Regions from separate parts of the Mus musculus genome. Here region 2 is linked to region 1. A link is a contact called in public HiChIP or PLAC-seq data. All regions are on one chromosome and are shown on one strand. The core of a region is the stretch at or near the end of the contact, and the rest is flanking DNA. Distances in the headings are between cores, read along the strand shown.

Region 1 (2,706 bases), core at 82-2,581:
TTTACATTGAAGTTATCTATATATTTCTCTTATTTTTTTCATTGAACAAAGTTTAGAAACCCTTCTAAACTGTTGTTTACCCCCCCCCCCTTCTAACTAGCACAAAATGTTAGCAGCTATGCTTCTATTAAACAGACAACAAATATCAAGCAAATGTGGGTGGGGGATGGTCAACATGATTCATGTCAGAAATATGTGACAAAACGTTGAGGCTACCTGAGATATTTAGAATATTTCTTTAATGACTTCTTGTAGGGCTTGGCACCAAAAATAAAAAATAAAATCTTTAAAAGCCAACTTGCAAACTTAAACTGTGGTTGTTCTATAAGCCAGGCTTGCAAAGTTTGAATGCTAAGACTTGGTTGCAAAGCTAATCACCTAAGCAATTCATCTCTGCTGCTTGCTGTTGTTTCACACCCAGGGTGCAGGCAGGGAAATCCCAAATGGAGGAGATACACAAACAGGCTTCAGTATGCACACACTGCTACCCTGGGGCTGGGTATGTTGCATGTTTGTGTACACATTATATGAATATGTGTAGAGCAAGTGGGATTACAGCTGAAATACAGCAGAACTCAATACACTACTACAAAAAAAAAAAAAGAAGAAGAAGAAGAAGAAAAAAGAACGAAAAAGAAAAAAAAAAAGACTTTATCAGAGCAAACTAAAGGTGCAAAACACCTTTTCAGAGTGTGCTTTTAAATGACCTGCCACAGTGTTTTCTAATTATTACAATGTGAAAATCATTAGAGCAAACAGAAGCAAATGTATTTCCTCACTCGCCTGTTTCCTAATTACAATGTACAGGCTGCAGATAATAGCCCTTTGCTGTTGTTACTATTTAGCAACTTTGAGCCAGTTTTTAACAGCCCACCCTCTCCACTGTACGATGCTATAAATTGCAACACAAGTCAACACATCGGTGTATAATTTCCCCCAAGGTTTTATAAGAATCATTAATATAAAACATTAATGTGGAGAGCCCGTAGTACCCCTCCCCGTCCCATTTTTGGTTAAGAGTTTAAATCTATTGACTTGTAGCTGGCTTTTAAAATGACATTTTTTTCCTCGCTGCCTTTAATTCAATCCAAATTAAAAAAAAAATAAATAAAAAGATGCCAGATGTCATGAGGCCAATAAGCAGGTGGGCCGAAGCTTCTGTACCAATTCAAACTGGCACCGCATCAAACCTGGTGGGTATAACCTTTAATTCACTGCTTCCCTGGCACCAGATCTCGTGCCATCTGCTCAGCCTCGCTAAGCTGTGCATGTTTCTGTGTGGGGACGATGCCAACAATGCAAACTGTCTCCTACATGTGCAGGGAATCATCAGTGCAACTAGTTTTTCGAGACCCATATGGTGGCATCTGCGAAGGCACACTGTCAGCATCGCTGCCTGTACCACCCTTCGAGTTTTAAGAATGGGAGGAGAGAATGCCAGTTTTGTAATTCACTACAGAGAGCCAGGAAGAAAACTTTTGCTTTCCTTCTGGTTGCTTTTATTTGGCATCATTTGACCAGAACACCTGAGGCATAGGAAGAGCCTCGACCTCAGCTCAGAGGCCAAGAACTCCAGAAAGGCTTTGTACCCCTCTCACTCCAAGTTTTCAGACATAGAACGGCCGCATGAAGCCCCTCCGTCGCTGCACCCACACCACAGAAGGCTCTCTTTGAAGAGTCCTTTCTTATTTCCCTTATGATTTCAAATACAGAGATTATCTTGACTTGCTGGGAAATGAAGGAAGATAAAAGAATAGATTTGCTTATCACTGCCCACATTTCACAGATCTTAGAGAACCCGCGCAGTTCTGACCTATGAAGAGTTGATCCTTCATCTGCTTAATGGTTTCAATTATAAGCGGAGCATTGATAATATAAATTCTCTCTCTCTCTCTCTCTCTCTCTCTCTCTCTCTCTCTCTCTCTCTCATTTTTTAGAGTGCTCCAGAATGAGAGATTACTTCCTTGATTCTTAACTACCGATAACTACCGCCTCTCTTATCCCAAGACAAGACAAACACTCCCAGCTTATCTTCTAGAAGACTTAAAAACTTGGACCAATGCTCTATTGCTAAATAGAAAAAAACGAATAGAGTTGTGTTAGTTTTGTTGTTCCTTACCTATTCCCCATAGTGACTATAAATTCCATGGAAATACACATTTTGCTTAGCTTGTTTGCCTCAATGTACGTTCTAATAAGGAATCTAAGACCATTTACTGAACAAGTAAAAAAGAAATAAATGTATTTACAAGCATAGAGAAAATTTCATGTTTAGATAGCCTGATAGGAAAAAATATATTCTAGAAAATATGAGACACAGTCAATCCAATTGAATCAGTGTACAAATGTACTGTCTTCTGTATCCTAACTCTGGGCTGCATACTGTGCTAAGCACTTCACAGTCTATATCTTACTTTATTATTTCAAAAACTATGTTAATTACTGATATGCCCTCCAACACACACCACTGTACAGAAAGAAGTCGCCTGGAAAGAACAGGGTTAATTAGTAGTCAAATCTAGCCCCTTATGATTCTAGAGCCTACATCTTAATTACAACATTAAGCAGTGTCTGCTCTATCAAAATATTTGGTAACTTCAACCTGAATCAAATGAAAAATGTGTCAGATAATAGGTGCATGCTTCTACCATATGTTAGGTTTTGTTCTTAATGTTTTCCAGTTTAAAAACTATTATTTTTATTAAT
Region 2 (2,706 bases), core at 80-2,579, 450 kb before region 1:
CTCCTGGACATTATGTTTAATAGCACATTCTGTGCTAACATCTAGAGGTCTGGTTCTCTTAATTTGAGAAAATCCTACTTTTGTAGGTTTGCGTGTTAAAAAAAAATCTGAGTAGCTTCTTCTGAAGTTGAGAAAAATCTTCTATCCTTACAAATGCTCTCTCAAGCAATGGGGATGGTACCACAGGCTTTCCGACAGATGGTAGCCAATCCAAATTCAGTATGGTAAGCAGGCACCACTCAATAAAACTTTAATTGCTGCATATGGTATCTGCTAACTTGTTTAGAAAATGGATCTGCAGCATTAGCTCAAAGCATTTAAATGGCCTGATCGCACTGGACAGCATGTTGGGCTGCCACCTGGAAGACCCAAATTTCATAGCAGATGTAACACTAGAAGAATAAAGCTGGTGGTTGATAGTCCTGGAATGGAGATGACATAGTCAGCACCCAGCTGTTCTCCCCCACCGTGCTGACTCCTATAGCTTTGGTGTCACTTCTACCAAGCCCCGAGATTACTCATGTATTGTATTCTCCTCCCAAAAAGAGATGGAAAACAAAACAAAACAAAACAAACAAACAAAAAAAACCAACTCTAAACCATACCATAAGGTTGAGATGGGAAGGGGGTTCATGTCCCTACTACAGCCTAAGAAATGTGGACGATGCTTTTGCATGCAGTTGGGGGGAGGAGAGCATAAAGATCTGGAGAGAGAATGTCTGACATATGTGCAAATTTCTGCCAAAAGATGGGAGCCAAGACAGACGAGAAAGAAGGCTCCTTCTGAGCATGCTGGAGAGAGCTTTGCAATTTATCACTCACATTTGTTTTACCTCAGCAAACAATCACACTCTGCACAGACCAAGGAGGTCAACTTACTAGCCCCCTAGCTTGATGGACTGAAGAAGGATCATTTCTGAAAACAGGGACTCATTAACCCCCTCCCATCAACTTGGGTGGCAACATAAGGAGCTGAAAAGAAAATAGAAGCTCACTATCTTAGACTATTTAAAGACGGAGAGAGGCTATTAAAGGAAGCAACAAAACTAATTGTTTTATTGTAGTTTTTTTTTTTAAATGGAAAAATTGAGAAGGGATATTCACTTTTGAACATTAGTGCTCTGATCCACCTCAACCCCAATCTAAATTCAGAGAACCCACAGATGCACTTTCCAGACTCACTATTGATTTCTGACCTGTAAATTACTTTCCATCAAAAAGGTCTTGGTACAGACTAGGGCTTTGGAGTAGCCTGGGCACTTCTCAGCTGCAATCTGCATAATGTTTAGTATTCAGTGAGTTAAAGCAGGCAATGAAAGGGAACTGTCAACGCAATCTAGAAGATATAAAGAAATGAAGAGGGGGGGAGCCGTATGCTAATAATCCACTCAGTAATTAAGTGAAGATCGCTGCCAAGCGCCACCGCCACTTTCAAAGGGTAATTTGTACAGGAAATCATAGAGTCATTGTCAAATCATTTCAGGATAAAAGGAAAGTCATCAAGTGAGATAAGATAAATGCTGGGTGTCTGGCAGCGGGTGCCCTGCGAAATGCCTTTGCTTTTTAAATTTTTTCCTTAAAAAAAAAAAAAGCCCTGCAAAAGTGAGGCTGGGAAAACTTGACAGGTTGAACTGTGCATTGACTATTAATAATAGGGGTGCTCTGTGTAGGGATGCATTTTTAAATAGGTTACTTGAACAAAAAAGTGGCAAAATAAATCAGTTAAGGGGGCTTAACTCATAACTAATACACTATGGATGATTTTTTTTTGTCACTCTCTGCCACCTTTTGGGTCACAGAATTCTCAGCTGCATTCCTCTTGCTTCTCTCCGTTAGCTAAGTTGTACTATTTTAAATATTTTGTACTATCTTGTTGTTTGGGGAGGACAATGCTCTAGAAATGTAACCTTTCAAAAAGAAGTTGGAATGATAAGAATCTCTCTCTGTTACTTTCCTTTCTTACAATCTTAAATTCGACACTCGAATGCAGATTTTGCTTCATGCCTCAGAAAGATTGTAAAATTAACATGCAAAGTTTGCAAAGTACATGTCTTTTTTTTCCCCCTGTAAAGGGGGCTACTGTAGCACTTGAAAATTGCTATTCTTATGAGAAAATCTCAACAAGATGATGTGCAGTCTGTATTTGCCATTCAAATGTATGTCCTTTCGCTCACTGACTTCCTCTGACTTAACCTGTGTCAGATAAACGTCTCCCAAAGCATAAATTGATGTGTGTGCTTGTGGGTAACTATTTTTCTATAGCCAAATGGGTGAAACGTTTCACCCAAATATTTCCTTAACACTGATGTCTTCTGTCACACTGAAAGGAAAGTTTGTTTGCTCCTGGGAGCAAATTGTCAGAAAATTTGAGAATCTCTGTTAAGGCCCTTGCCCTGTAGTGACTGTGCTCCAACCAGAAAAGCCCGCATAGTGCTGAAAGCAAGACACAAGAATTGTCCCTGGGCATCTGAATATAGTAGAAATGTCTACTGAGAATATCTCCTTTCTTTGTTTGTTTGCTTTTGATTGCTGGACAAAGGTATTTTGGAGATAGAGATTATGCATTTTATAATCCAAAGTTAGTGGGACCTCTAGTGTAAGTGATATATTTAAAAGCTCAGCCTTTGTGGAGTTACTGTGTTAAGACATTGACCCTGGTAATGAAGAGTTGGGAAAGGAACAGATAACCTCCTTATTTGAACATTT

What was found. HiChIP or PLAC-seq counts read pairs in DNA pulled down with a chosen protein or histone mark.
Region 2: an H3K4me3 HiChIP or PLAC-seq map of embryonic basal ganglia shows a contact between it and region 1, with 3 times the contacts expected there. The contact joins two enhancer-like sites.

Annotation. Positions count from the first base shown.
Region 1 is chr4:13,145,611-13,148,316 of GRCm38.p6, reverse strand. No RefSeq gene overlaps it. Among named protein-coding and RNA genes, the nearest start is that of Gm46847, 38 kb to the right of the region's middle. Within about 2 kb of position 1,331, at least 20 of the 459 cell types and tissues checked have an H3K27ac peak or open chromatin away from gene starts, as enhancers often do. A contact at or near this core is called in embryonic basal ganglia, where this site is marked.
Region 2 is chr4:13,598,589-13,601,294 of GRCm38.p6, reverse strand. No RefSeq gene overlaps it. Among named protein-coding and RNA genes, the nearest start is that of Gm36488, 13 kb to the right of the region's middle. Within about 2 kb of position 1,329, at least 18 of the 459 cell types and tissues checked have an H3K27ac peak or open chromatin away from gene starts, as enhancers often do. A contact at or near this core is called in embryonic basal ganglia, where this site is marked.